Regions from separate parts of the Mus musculus genome. Here region 2 is linked to region 1. The links are chromatin contacts, called in public HiChIP or PLAC-seq maps. All regions are on one chromosome and are shown on one strand. The core of a region is the stretch at or near the end of the contact, and the rest is flanking DNA. Distances in the headings are between cores, read along the strand shown.

The links. HiChIP or PLAC-seq counts read pairs in DNA pulled down with a chosen protein or histone mark.
Region 2: a contact with region 1 is called in a FOXA1 HiChIP or PLAC-seq map of pancreatic cancer cells. The contact joins the enhancer-like site here to the promoter of Cxcl17 in region 1. A contact is called at or near these places in 3 of 39 promoter capture datasets (the C10 cell line, cranial neural crest and pre-B cells), 1 of 15 datasets of contacts at CTCF or cohesin (large pre-B cells), 1 of 484 Hi-C or Micro-C datasets (regulatory T cells), 2 of 115 datasets of contacts at active chromatin or transcription factors (embryonic stem cells and pancreatic cancer cells) and 3 of 9 other capture datasets (adipose tissue, liver and pancreatic islet).

The regions. Positions count from the first base shown.
Region 1 is chr7:25,409,320-25,416,887 of GRCm38.p6, reverse strand. Cxcl17 (chemokine (C-X-C motif) ligand 17) reads left to right here and starts at 4,002. Exons shown (of 4, transcript NM_153576.2): 1 at 4,002-4,186. The coding sequence starts at 4,108. The region is part of intron 3 of 4732471J01Rik (RIKEN cDNA 4732471J01 gene); the gene reads right to left.
Region 2 is chr7:25,194,146-25,201,713 of GRCm38.p6, reverse strand. It overlaps a transcript of Dedd2 not described here. Among named protein-coding and RNA genes, the nearest start is that of Mir7048, 20 kb to the left of the region's middle. Within about 2 kb of position 3,818, at least 53 of the 459 cell types and tissues checked have an H3K27ac peak or open chromatin away from gene starts, as enhancers often do. A contact at or near this core is called in pancreatic cancer cells, where this site is marked.

The sequences.
Region 1 (7,568 bases), core at 2,753-5,252:
AGGCAAAACACATGGAGGACACGTGATGTTTGGAGGGTAGAAGTCGGACCTCATGGAGTGACAGAAATGGAGCTTGGCTTGCTGGTACAGCGAGCTGTGCAAAGCTTGTGGGTCTCAAGTCTTCACTGATCTACACTTTCTTGAGAAAGGAAACTTCTCCTGGTGTTCCTGCTGGTCCCTCCTGCTGACTCCGACCCAAGACTGAGGCCTGGCTGTCTCTGTTAGGTCATGTCACCGCTGTTGCTAATCCAACCCTACCAAACTGGACTGCTGTTGTATCTGTCAGGTGTTTGCCAGTGGATCGAGCTGCCATTGCCTGCTAACCTGTGAACTGAACTGCTGATTTCCAGACAACACAGATGGAAGTTGCTCCAAAGAAACTTTCTAAACAAGTTAACTCCCCCACATTCTTTCTTTCCCACTACCTCTGGTGGGTTGGTGGGATATGAGGGAGGTTAAAGCATTTAAGAAACATCATTAAAAATAAAGTTTGAAAAAAATAAGGATACACAGAAGTGTTAGAAATTCAAGTCATCCTGAGCTCCAGATTAAGACTCGATTTTTAAAAATCATTTTATCCAAATCAAAACAACTCTGAGGTTCCACCTTACACCTATCAGAATGGCTAAGATCAAAAACTCAAGCGACAGCACGTGCTGGTAAGGATGTGGAGCAAGGGAAATACTTCTCCTTTGCTGGTGGGATTGCAAACTTATACAACCACTCTGGAAATCAATCTGGCAGTTTCTCAAAGTTTTTAAATAGTTCTACCTCAAGACCCAGCTATACCACTCCTGGACATTTACCCAAAAGATGCTCCACCACATCACAAGGACACTTACTCAGCTGTGTTCATGGCAGCTTTATTTGTAAAAGCCAGAAATTGGAAACGACCTAGCTGTCCCTCAACTGATGAATGGATAAAGAAAATGTGGTTCATTTACACAATGGAATACTATTCAGCTATTAAAAACAAGAACATCAAGAATTTTGCAGGCAAATAGATAGAACTAGAAAATATCATCCTAACTGAAATAACCCAGATCCAAAGGAACATGCATGGCATGAAGTAGATATTAGCCATAAAGTACAGAATACAACCACACTACAATCCACAGACCCAAAGAAGCCAAATAACAAGAAGGACCCAAGGGAAGATGCTTGAATCTTACTCAGAAGGGAAAATAAAAGACATTGGAGGTGGATGGATGGAGGGAGCTGGGTGGGAGAGGGAGTGGAGAGGGAAATGGAGTGGGAGATCAGGTGTAGGGAGAGCTGAGGAGAGAGAACAGCTGGCAGACAGGGGGTGGCTCTAGGATGTGACAGAGTCCTGGGATAGAGGGCCCCAAAGGAGTCTATGGGGGTGACTCTAGCTGAGACTCCTGGCAGTGGGAGATATGGAGCCTGAAGTGGCCACCTCCTGTAACCAGGCAGGACTCTCAGTGGAGGGATAAGGACACCAACCCACCCACTAAATCTTCCACCCAAAATGTGTCCTGTCTACAAGATGTGCAGTGATAAAAATGATGCAGAGACAGAGGGAATGGCCAACCAATGACTGGCCCAACTTGAGCCCATCCCATTGGCAAGAACCAATCTTTAACACTATTAAAATACTCTGCTATGCATGCAGACAGGAGCCTAATGTAGCTGTTCTCTGAAAGGCTCCATCCAGCAGCAGGTGGAAACAGATGCAGAGACCCACAGTCAAACATTAGACAGACCTTGGGGAGTCTTGTGGAAGATTTGGGGGAAGGATTGAGGGACCTGAAGGGTCTAGGAAGACCAACAGAGTCAACTAACCTGGGCCCTTGGAGGTTCCTAGAGACTGAAGCACCAACCAAAGAACAAGCATAGGTTGGACGTAGGCCCCCAGCACATACGTAGTAGATGTGCAGTTTGGTCTGTATGCAAGCCCTCCCCCAATAACTGAAGTGGGGGCTGACCCTGAATCTGTTGCCTGCCTGTGGATCTCACTCCCTTAACTGAACTATCTTGTCTGGTCTCAGTGGGAAAGGATGAGCCTAGTCCTGCAGTGACTTGATGTGCCAGGGTGAGGTGATACCCAGGAGAATCCTCCCCCTTCTCAGAGGAGAAGGGAAAGGGAGAGTGGGGGGAAGGGGCTGTGTGAGGGGGTCCTGGAGGATAGGGCTGCAATAAGATATAAAGTAAATAAATTAATAAATAATGAAAATTTTGTTTATCAATTCACTTCTTTTGAAGGAATAATTCATATATCCTCTCATTCCTGGAGGCTTCTAGAAAAGACTTCCTTATTCATTGTCCCTTTGGCTCCAACAAATGTCACCCAATATTTAAGTTCATCAATCCCTATTGCTTTGGCAGTCTTAAAGTCCCTCAAATAGACACCAAATTCAGTGCTGATGTTCCAAGATTGTTATAATTTAGATCTTCAGTGCTTCCCAAAGGCCCATGAGGTAAAGGCTGGGTAGCCAGTCTGTGGGAGATCAGAAGAACCTTTAGGAGACAGAGTTCAGTAGAAAACAGTTATGTCATGGTGGCGTATACACCCTTAAATGAACTATTAGGTTTATGGTTCTTGCTATCTTCTTTGCTTCCTAGATGCGAGAAGTGAGCAGTTTCCTCCACTATGCACTCTCTCCATGATGTATCTCAGCACAGGCTCAAAAATGACAGGGCAGACAGGCCATGAAATAACACCTCTAAGAGTGCAAGTTTCAGAAATAAACGCTCCCCTCCCTCGTGAGCTGGCTGGCACAATCGTCTTTAATGTTGACTGTGGGCATTATCAGCTTTCTCCTTTTGCCTTGAACCAAGAACTCCACCAACCTGGACCAACACAGTTCAAGAATCCCTTTTTGCCTATAGTTCATATATTCCTGGACCTGAAGCTCTGGTGATCTTACACACACATACACACACACACACACACACACACACACACACACACACACCGTGTCCTGTAAATTGGAGCAACTAAACCATAGCCAACTTCCTGATGAACAAGAGGAGGCTTTGTTTTCCCCACTGCTCCAGGAAAGAGTTTGGAGGCAAAGATAACTGACTCTGATTTTATTTGTGCATTGTTGCTGGTTTGTTTTTATTTGCTATTTATGGTGCTGAGAATCAAACCTGGAGCCTTGTGCATGCTAGTCAAGCATCTTATCTCTAAGCTACATCCCTAGCCCTTCGTTCTTCATTACAGTTATTTAAGGATGAGGGGAGTGTGCATGCACCAAATGACTATAGCAGTCAAAGGACAATGCACTGATTTCTCTACTTCCTGTGAACAGTGGGGATTGAAGTTAGATCATCAGCTCACTCGCCAGGCAGCCACTAGCCCTTCATTTTTGTTTTTCTTTCTTTGTTAAGAGAGAGAGAGAGAGAATTGAAGAGGAGAGGAAAGGAAGGGAGGGGAGGGGAGGGGAGGGGAGGGGAGGGGAGGGGAGGGGAGGGGAGGGGAGGGGAGGGGAGGGGAGGGGAGGGGAAACTCAAAGCCCTCTTCAGCCTCCAGTGCTGGCACACACCAGCACACCCAAAGTGAACGTCTTCTTAACTGAACTCTGCTTCCCTTGTGAGTGGCTAGGGAACTGGATGAATCTGTCAACAGTGCGAGGACAGGACAACTGTCCAGGCAGTAGCACTTCCATCTACTGTGCTGGCAATCACAAATGGGTGGAGAGAGGAAGCGCAGCTGTCAGCCTCTCTTTGTCAGCCTGCAGTGCCTCGGTTTTGCTCTAAACAGCCAAAAGGTACACGGAAATTCAAGTGAGAAAAAAGCTTAGAGAATGAAACCCCCCACAGTGGGGGAGGAGTCAAGCATACATACACACACACACACACACACACACACACACACACACATGCCAAGGTGTCAGTCATTTGTTCCTTTCTCTGGAGTGTGGTTTCTTTTGTTTGGCCAGTTTTACCTCCCACATTCCCGTAAAGACCTGGTCCAATCTGGTACTAAACTGACCAGCACCGCCTTCCTGCTCTTGATTTCCCAAGGGTGTTCTTGTGTAGGATTAAATTGTAGACACTACTCCACCTGAGCAGTTACAAGAAATCAGAAGCCTCTAACTGGTGACAATCCACACAGCCTTTAAGAACCAACAGACAGCCACAATGAAGCTTCTAGCCTCTCCCTTCCTTCTGTTGCTTCCAGTGATGCTCATGTCCATGGTCTTCAGCAGCCCGAACCCAGGTAAATACAATGAAATGATATTCTCTCTTCTCCTTCTCTCCCTCCCTTCCTCTTTATTTTGTCCGTCCTCCTCCCTTCTATTTTTCTCTCCCTTGAGACAGGCTCTTGATATGTAGTCAGGCTGACCGAAAACTTGGACTCTTCCGACCACAGTATCCTGGGTCCCAGTATTATAGGTGTGCCACCATGCCTGGCTCAAGATTAATTTCTACTTCACCAGAACCATGTGCACACCAAAGATTAATTTGATTTTGTGGGGAAGAAATGGGGTAGAAAACATGGCAAACCCAACAACAAGTGCATTAAAATACTCTTTTAGCAACAAGTTGGGGTAATTAAGTTAGTCTTTCTCAGTACCAGAATCCTCATTAGCAAAAAGAAAGGACCCTCTTTATCCCAAAGGACTCTGTAAACTTTAAGGCACATTCCCAACATGTCTGCAACTGTAGCTGGCAGCATACACACAAGTGTACACACAGCCCAGCCAAGATCCACTTCCCAGACCTTCCCAACCTCTCCTGGAAAAGTCACAGATTTTCTCAGGGCTCAACTGGGGGTGGGAGGCTTGTGGTGGAAGGCAAAGAAATGAGGAGTCCTATAACTTTAGAGTATGCCAAGTAAGCTCGTGATGATACAAACCAGGTCAGTCCTATTAGCAGGCAGTAGTCATGCAGACATTTTAGTCATCCCGGGCTTGGTTGAATGGTCTGTCCCTTTTGAAGCAGACTCGGTAGAGGTTCTGAATCTGTTCTAGTCTTCACCACAGCCAGTGTTTCCCAGCTCTTCACAGAGCCACCACACAGAAGCAAGATCATCTCTATCCATGTACCTTTCTCCTGTGGGTGAGGTACTCTGTGGCATACTCAGCATCATGTGATCCTAAATCCAGGATCACCTGCCTCTGGCAATGTCCAACTTCTTTCCTTTGTAGGGAAAGTTCTCTGAGTTCTTCAGTCCTGGGGCCCATAGTGGCCACTCTGGAAGGGAAGGCTTCTCTATCACTATATGGGCACCAGGGCTAGAGTCCTCCCCATGAACTCAAAGCTCTAGTCACAACACACCTTTCCAGTCCACTTTCTTTCATTCACAAAGATGCACTTATGCTCCAACCATACTAGGCTGCTGATCCCCAACAGGTCCTGTGTTTTCAAACCAGCTCAACTTTACTCACACATCTAATTCAAAGGCTAACACCTTTCCACTCCTCTGCTCTCCACGCTGACTATGCACAGCTCAGTCAGGACTCTTTGTACATCATGGTCTGTCTCACACTGGGGGCACCTCTTCTACCTCTCCTGCCCTGCAGACTGTAACCTTAACCACCTTGGGGGTACAAACTGATGCATTGTTCCCATAATCTTCACACTATCCCACATAACAATCAATATTAGCTAAGGGCTCAGGTTTCTAAGTTCAAAATGATTCACTTCTATGACTCATATGCCAAGGTATGATAGTGTTGGTTTTTTCTTGTTGTTGCTAGTGTGTGTGTATGGGGGAGGGGGGTGCCCATGCATGCTAACCAAGCAGTGTGTCACTGAATTACAGCCATGCCTCTATTTTTTGTTTGTTTGTTTTTCTGAGAAAATCTTTGACTTTTCCAGGAGAGGTTGGGAAGGTCTGGGAAGTGGATCTTGGCTGGGCTGTGTGTACACTTGTGTGTATGTTGCCAGCTACACTTGCAGACACACAAGGTCTTTCTGTGTAGCCCTGGCTGTCCTGGAACTTGCTCTGTAGACCAGGTTGGCACTGAATTCAGATGTATCCACCTGCTTCTGCCTCCCGAGTGCTGGGACTGAAGGTGTGCACGGCCACCATGCCCACCTGCCTGCCCCTATTTTGGTTGATGCATGACCTTTATTATTTCCCAGACTTCCCTGAACTTGTGATCTTCTTGCTTCCACCTCCCAAATAGCTGGGATTACAGGACCAAGTTTACTACTTCAGTGTGGTGGTGAACAATGCTTTGCTGTGTGGGCCTCTATCCACTAATCACCAATAGTAAATAAACCTCCAGTTAAGAAAGCTAAAAAATCACTGATAAGTGGATTTTAGCCCAGAAACTTAGGATACCCAAGATATAAGATACAACTTGCCAAACGCATGAAATTCAAGAAGAACGAAGACCAAAGTGTGGACACTTTACCCTTTCTTAGAAATGGGAACAAAACACCCATGGAAGGAGTTACAGAGACAAAATTTGGAGTTGTGATGAAAGGATGGACCATCTAGTGATTGCCATGTGCAGGGATCCATCCCATAATCAGCTTCCAAATGCTGACACCATTGCATACACTAGCAAGATTTTGCTGAAAGGACCCAGATATAGCTCTCTCTTGTGAGACTATGCCGGGGCCTAGCAAACACAGAAGTGGATGATCACAGTCAGCTATTGGATGGGTCACACGGCCCCCAATGGAGGAGCTAGAGAAATTACCCAAGGAGCTAAAGGGAACTGCAACCCTATAGGTGGAACAACAATATGAACTAACCAGTACCCGGGAGCTCTTGTCTTTAGCTGCATATGTATCAAAAGATGGCCTAGTTAGCCATCACTGCAAAGAGAGGCCCATTGGACTTGCAAACTTTATATGCCCCAGTACAGGGGAACACCAGGGCCAAAAAGGGGGAGTGGGGGGGTAGGGGATTGGGGGGGTGGGTATGGGGGACCTTTGGGATAGCATTGAAAATGTAAACGAGAAAAATACCTAATAATAAAAACAAAAAAGAATAAAAAAAAAAAGAAAAAGAAAAAACTTTAAAAAAAAAAAAAGAAAGCTAAAAATGAATGCCAGGGCCAGGAAACAGAAGTTGGTGGGTTGGGGAGCAGGGTGGGGGAAGGGTATAGGGGGCTTTGGGGATAGCATTTGAAATGTAAATGAAGAAAATATCTAATAAAAAATGTCTTTAAAAAAAAAAAAAGAAAGCTAAAAAATATCAGCCAGTCACTGGTCAATGTTCCCTGCAAGGGACCACTCCAAGTTAATAAATACAGCTTGGCCGCAACATTTACACACCACTCCACATTTAGACTCCCCAAATTCTTACACTATGCATTGAAGTCAAGGCTTTGTGCCTCTGCCACTTGCTTTGCAAACTTGCTAAGTTACTTAACTTCTTTGAGCCTCCAGATGGCGCTGTCACAAACAACATGAGCTAGGTGGTGGTCCAGAGCTTTTCTAGCCAACAAGTTTCACAATGTTCACATACATCTGAACCATTTAGTAGCCAGAGGAAATGACCTATACATAATTTCCAAATCAATTCTGAAAATAAAATTTATCTTACAAGCTAGAGTGCTCTGGCTCAGTGGTTGAAAGACCTGACTGCTTTTCCAAAAAGACCTTGGTTTGATTCTCATCACCCATGTCTGTAAGTTCAC
Region 2 (7,568 bases), core at 2,569-5,068, 210 kb after region 1:
TGCAGGCAGGCTGGACCAGTGAGGGGAGGCTTGCTTAAGTAGTCCTTTCCTGTCTGGCCCGGGAAGAGCATAGGCTTGCTTTTATTAGTTTGTTGAGAACTGGGTCCTACTCTGTATCTCTGAAACACATAATGTGGATCAGGCTGACCTCAGAGGTCCAACTGCCTCTGCCCCAGAGCTCTGGGATATGCCCTTAGGCCTTCTTACCACAGTTTAGCTCTGAGGCTCTCCCAGCGTGAGTTTTAAGTGTACCTGGAGGTGAAGCTGCCACACTCCTTGGCCCAGGACTGGCTCTGTTCAAGCCTTGAGGTAGCTCCCCTTTTCCCTCAGCTACAGTCTGAGGCTTCTGGCTGGGCAGATTTCCTGCTCCAGGCCAGTTCTTTCCATGCCTCTCTCAGACAGCCTCTCCTGCCTGTTAACTTCCACCCTACCTACACTTCACCCTATCGGCTTTCATCACGATGTGCACCAGGGGGAAGTTAACCTAGGTAGGAGGAAAGGGACCTGTGCAGGTGGAGTGCTCCCATAAGTCTGTCGTGGCACAAGCCCAAGGAGTTGCCCGGGCGCACCTGCAACCTTCCACGGTGCATGCTCTGTGGATCCCTCCTGGGCTTGTCAGAGAGTTTTGGGTACCAAAGAGGTCTAGTAGACTCCCCAGAAGTGGCTTACACCAGCACCATGAAGGCAACGCAAGAGCTTCAAAAGTTCAGAGTCAGGATTTGAGGGAGGGGGCAATATCTTACCACTGAGATAGGACCCTGTTGGGGCTTGACGACAGTGGCCCATCACTCCACAGAGGAACAGAGCTGAGGGCTTGCCCTGGAATGAGGAGTTCCCCAGAATGATTCCAGTATGTGGGGGCTGGGGGGCAGGGGCAAAACGGTCCTTACCAAGGCCTCAGAATATTTCTGAATTAGATGTAAAGAGACTGGGCAGAGGAGACATTAAGGGGGAAAAAGCCACCTAGACCCTTTATTTGGCCTGTAGTCTTCCTGCTGCCACCTATATGGGGAGTTGAGAACTATCAGAGACAGATGTGAGCCCTTGGCATGGGAACTTAAGGTGACTGAGGTGGCCCTAGTGCACTCAGCTTGGCAGCAACTGTTCCATGAAACCTCCATGTAGCTGGGCTGAACTGAACACCCTGGGGATTCCAGGTTGGGCTCGAGAAATCGGGAAGAGCCCCTGTTTTATTGATACCCAAGACTGGCACTCCGGGACTCACAGACCAGAGTGACCAGACAGCTGTGACTGAGCAGTTGGGCTTCTCTGGAGAAGCCCAAAGGACAGTGAATGGAGAGATGCGGCCTGCTCACTAGCACGACCAGGCCCAACAGGGAACATGTTTCTTAACCCCAGAGCTTGGGGGAGAAAGCAGGAGGGTCAGGAGTTCAAGGTCATCCTCAAACACAACAAGTTTGAGGCCAGCCTGGTCTCCTTGAGACCCTGCCTCAAAAGCAACAATGACAGAAAAAATTACCACATCACTGAGTAACATTTGAGTCATGAAATACAACATTCAGAAAAAGTATGGAAGATACCACATGTAATGTAAATCTCATGTGTAACCCCATGCCGGGGTTTGTGGAGGAAGCAAGCTGAGCCATCTCTCCTGGAGGCCTCTACCAGCTGCTTTTCCGTTCTTTCTTACTATGTAGCCCTGGCTAACCTGGGACTCCCTACGTACACCAGGCTGGCCACAAACTCAGAGATCCACCTGCCTTTGTGAGCTTTTCCGAGTGCTGGGGTTAAGGGTGTGGGACAACACAGCTAGCTGGTACAATACATTTTTATTTTTCATATATCTTGTGTCATGTCTTATTTTGCTCACTGCTATGCTGTGAGGCTCTTCCGTGTGTTTATCTGAAATTGATGTGTTTTTATTGCTACGTATCATCCCAGTGTGTGGATACGCTATGAATTCACGTGCTGGGTGGATATTTTGAGTTGTTCCCATTTGAAGCCGCTATGAACATTCTCGAGCATATTTGTTTACTTGTTTTTTTTAAAGATTTATTTATTTTTATTATATGTAAGTACACTGTAGCTGTCTTCAGATACTCCAGAAGAGGGAGTAAGATCTCGTTACGGATGGTTGTGAGCCACCATGTGGTTGCTGGGATTTGAACTTCGGACCTTCGGAAGAGCAGTCGGGTGCTCTTACCCACTGAGCCATCTCGCCAGCCCCCTGTTTACTTGTTTTGTGTGTGAACAAACTCTTCTTTCCACTGGGATCTCTCTCCCTTGAGGTAGAATTGCTGGTCATGGTTATGAATAGGGTCTGCTTTGGTAGATCCCATCTGAACACTGCATCCCATAATCCTGATCAGGTTACCACAGACACAGTGACTGACGGATTATCAACCACCATGTGGGTGCTGGAAATGGAGCCCAGGATCTCTGGAAGAGCAACCAGTGCTCTTAACCAATGAGCCATCCCTCCAGCCCCTCCAGTGAGCATCTCTATTGTTTCCCCTTGAGACCATTTTCCCTAAAGTGGATATACAGATAGATACCTTGTCACCAGTGGTGCCCGAGCAGCCCCTGCTTCCTCCTCACCAGTCTGCTGTTGTCAGACAAATACATCCGCTCATCTGTTGGGTGTGTAGTAGTGCATCATTGTGACTTATTTTCTTTCTCTCCAGTGATTGATTGCTTCTGCTTTTCTAAGAAAGTATTTTGTTTTATTTATGATAGGTGTGTGTGTGTGTCTGTGTGTGCATATGCTTGGCGGTTAAAAGAGGACATTGAATACCCTAGATCTAGAGTCACAGGAGGTTATGACCTACCCAAGTGGCTGCTGGGAACCTGGTCCTTCACAAGAGCAGCAACAACAGACAAGAGCTTCTCAGCTGCTGAGCCATCTTTCCAGCCTTCCCCCTTTTTGGAGGTAGTAGGAAGGGAGCAGCAGTCTGAGTCTGTCTTAAATGTATTCCAGACTAGCCCTGAAGTTCCGATTCTTTTTCCAGTTCGTTTGTTCTTTCTTTCTTTCTTTCTTTCTTTCTTTCTTTCTTTCTTTCTTTCTTTCTTTCTTTCTTTCTCTCTCTCTCTCTCTCTCTCTCTTCCTTCCTTTCTTTCTTTCTTTCTTTCTTTCTTTCTTTCTTTCTTTCTTCCTCTTTCTTCCTTCCTTCCTTTCTCTCTCTCTCTCTCTTTCTTTCTTTCTTCCTTTTTTTTAAGAATTATTTTTATTTATTTTTCTGTATATGAGTACACTGACACTGTTTTCAGACACACCAGAAAAGAGCATCAGATCCCAATACAGATGGCGTGGGCCACCGTGTGGTTGCTGGGATTTGAACTCAGGACTTCTGGAAGAGCAGTCAGTGCTCTTAACCACTGAGCCATCTCTCCAGCCCCCTTCTTCCATTTCTTGACTGCTCAATTTACATGTGTATGCCACTATTGCTTGGTTTCATTTCTGCTTACTCTTTAATTTTTAAAACAAATATTTCAGGGGGAGGGAGGGAGGGAGGAGAGCGAGCGTGAGCATGTTTGTGTGTGTTTTGTATTTGGTCGTGTGTATGCAATGCACTTGAGGAGACCAGAGGACAACTTTGTGGAGTATGTGGGTCCCTGGCATTGAACTCGGGGTTAAGCCAAGATCCATCTCACCAACCCAATTTCTGTTTGTTCTTGAGTAAAGACTGTGAGGGAGTGAAGTGCACAAGGCAGGGGCCCACACTCCACCCCAGCCTGTGCATCCTGCTAAACATCTGACTGCCCTGCGATGACCTATTTTTTATTGTTACATTGTGTCACATTTTCTTTCTGCCTCATCCTTTGACCAGCCTCTGTCTCACCCCGCCATCCACTCCCTGGACCACACCTTGGACTGAGTCATTCCCTGGAAGTGTAAACAAACAAAGGGACATTTCCTGAGTCCTTATACCACGTGCCAGGCACCATGCCAAAGGCTCAGTGTGCATTTATCCCTCATACATTCCTGCGAGGCTGGTAGTAATTCCCTCATCATTTAAGCTCTGTGAGACACACACAGCTAGGTGAGGCCACTTGTCTGAGTGACACAGTGAAGTGACAAGCAGGATTGTGCAAGTCCCAAATTTAAATTCTTAGGGGTGTGAACGTAGCTTGACGATAGCATGCTTGCTTAGTGTCCAAGGACCCAAGGTCACACAGGGTTCGGGGCTGGACTTTGGTCTCGGCATTGAGGGTACTAGCTACTTTCTCAGAGGACACAATGTGAGCCCTGTCACACACAGGCAGTTGACAACTGTCACTGATTTCAGGGGTGGCCAACCTCTGCAGAAATCAGGCATACGTGTGGTGCACATGCAGACAAAACACCCATGTACGTGCAGTAAAACAACTTTCAAAAAAAAATTAAAAATTTAAAAAATATTTGGTTTTCCTTTTTCTTTTTTTCTTCTCTCTTTTCTTTTCTTTTTGTTTTATTTTTATTTATTTATTTATTTATTTATTTTTGGTTTTTCGAGACAGGGTTTCTCTGAATAGCTCTGGCTATCCTGGAACTCACTTTGTAGACCAGGCTGGCCTCAAACTCAGAAATCTGCCTGCCTCTGCCTCCCAAGTGCTGGGATTAAAGGCATGCACTACTGCTGCCTGGCTATTTTCTTAATATTTAACATTTAATTTTTATGTTATGCATGTATGTATGTAAGTGCACCACATGTGTGCAGAAGTCCACAGAGTTTGGAAGGGGCATTTGGTGTTTGTTCCCCTAGAACTATAGTTACGGAGCTGTAGTTTCGAGCTGTCATGAAGGTGCTGACACCAAACCTGGGTCCTTTGCAAGAGCAATAAATACTCTTAACTGCTGAACCATCTTTCCTGAAAATTTAAAAGTCACATTTGTGTGTTGTGTGTGTTGTGTTGTGTGGGTGTGCATATGCATGCCACCGTGTACATGTAGAAGTCCCCAGACACTCTCTCCTGCTGTGTGTCCTGGGAATTGAACTTAGACAATTGCACTTGACAGCAAGCACCCGCTAAGCCTTCTCATTGGCCCCAAATTCCTGGGTTTGATCACAACCCTATACAGTCTTCCATGCCTTCAGACTCCAGTATCCCAATCATCCCAGCATCTGCCATCTCCACCTGTCAGGCCTTCCTGGCTGTCACACCTGTGTTATCAGGTCCTCTCAGGATCCTTCTGTTGTGTACCAGTGGAGCAGACCCCTCCGGCTTCTCCTTTCCCCATGCAGCTACAGTCTTCTGGCAAACCTTCTGATCTCTCTCACTAACCCTCTGATAGAACCTCAGCAGGAAACGGAAGGGACCACAGCTGGAACTTTGAAGGTAATTTAATGAAGGAACTGTTGGTGAGGACATTGTTGAGGGAACCTGGAGGGAGGGTAATACCACAGGAAACTGACCATACTGCCCTTAAATCTAACTGGCAGGATGTCGCATGAAATGGTACTACTGGAACTCGCGAGCCTGCCTTGAGGAGCTGAGGCTGTGGAAGGCACCATACAGCTACCATCAGAGCCAAGGGATTGAGCAGAGAGAGCTTGGAGGGGTGCCTAAAATGCACGATCTTCCTGCTTTAAGGCCTTGCTGGTGCTTCGAAAGGAAAACCTTGAGATCAAAATGCTAGAGGGGCTGGGCGTGGTGGCGCACGCCTTTAATCCCAGCACTTGAGGCAGAGGCAGGTGAATTTCTGAGTTCGAGGCCAGCCTGGTCTACAGAGTGAGTTCCAGGACAGCCAGGGCTACACAGAGAAACCCTGTCTCAAAAAACCAAAAACAAAACAAACAACCAAACAAACCTCTAGAGGGGTAGGGCCAGGCTCCTTGGGCAGTGAGGCAGAAGGATTGAAAAGTCAAAGCCTGTCTGGACTACATGATGAAGTCTTGTCTCAAATTAGAAAGCAAGGGCTGGGCGTGGTGGCACACGCCTTTAAACCCAGCACTTGGGAGGCAGAGGCAGGCGGATTTCTGAGCAGGCGGATTTCTGAGTTTGAGGCCAGCCTGGTCTACAAAGTGAGTTCCAGGACAGCCAGGGCTTGGCATACAAGCTCTGGGAGAGCTGAACCTGGATCCTTAGCATTGTGTAAAAAGTGGGTCCCTGTTTGTAATCCCAACTTCTGAAGAGGTAGAGATGGGTGGATTCCTAGGCTTGTTTGCAGCCAGTCTAGCCAAGTAGATGAGCTCCAGATTCAGTGAGAGATCTTGGCCCAAAAGAACGCATTGAAAAGTGATTGACGAGCCTACCAAAGTTAATTTGCACACACAAATTACAAAGTGCAAAGAAGACCGGGATAGGGCTCATTATTAGAGCCCCTGCCTGGAATCTCCCAATGAGGGGTTGTGGCCATGGCTCAGTGGTAGAGTACCTGCCTAGAAATCTTCCAGTGACAGGCTTAGGGTGTGGCTTAGTGATAGAGCCCTTGCCTAGAATCACCCAGTGACAGGCTGGGGGTGTGGCTCAGTGGTAGAGCACCTGCCTAGAATATCCCAGTGGCTGGGGATATGGCTCAGCAACAGAGCATTTGTGTAGAATATGGGAATTCAATCTCCATTACCATGAAGTGGATAGGAGCTGAAAAGATGGCTGAGCAGTTAAAGATACAGGCTGCTCTTCCAGAGGACACAGCTTCAGTTCTCAGCACTGGTAACCATGCCTCACAACCACCTGTAGTTAATTCCAGGGGATCAGACACCCTCTTCTGACCTCTGTAGGCATGCATGTGGCACACAGACGCACACAGGGGCAAAACATTCCTACACACACACAAAAGTATTTAAAACCTCATTTAAATGTGAGCCCATGTGATGCTATCCTCCACATGGATGTAGGATGGCCCAAGGTGAGACACTGGGGTAAATGGAAAATAACGGAGTTCATGTTCCCTCATCCCCATAGCTTTCTGCCTCACTTAGCAGCATGGCCAGGTCCTTTGATCCAGGGAGCTTTCTGAGTCTAAAATAAATGGAAGTCAATGTTTGCTTGAACTTCTCGGCCACCCCGCCTCTCTTTTCACTTTTTTGCCTACCATTTCTGACTGAACAAATGAAGTCCTGACAGCTCAGACAAACTCCTTCAGCTTCCTAAGGTGTTCAGACCTAGCAGTGTCCACATCGCCTTTTCTTCAGCTCCAGGACTCTGTTGAGGTCCTGTGCCTTCCTCTTCCCACCATTAGGATCTGGTTTTCTATTTTTCTTCCCTCCTCTTTCGGGATCCTCCCCTCTTCTCTCTCCTCAGTGGGTAAAGATGTGCAAATTTCTACCATCTCGGGAGGCAGAGGCAGGTGGATTTCTGAGTTCGAGGCCAGCCTGGTCTACAAAGGGAGTTCCAGGACAACCAGGGCTTTACAAAGAAACCCTGTCTCCAAAAACAAAAACAAAAAAACAAAAACCAAACAAAACAAAACAACTGTCAACTGGGAATGTACCTTTGCAACAAAGAAACAAACCCCAAAGCCTGCAACAAAAAAGAAACTAAATAAAAGCTCCCGACACACTTGGGCATCCCCAACCCCTTACAGCACCCCTCATCAGGCCTTCTAGTTGTGACACTTTGCTCTCATCCCAAACTCTCCCCCCTCCGTAACAAAGTTTCTTTGTGTAGCCCTGGCTCTCTTGGCA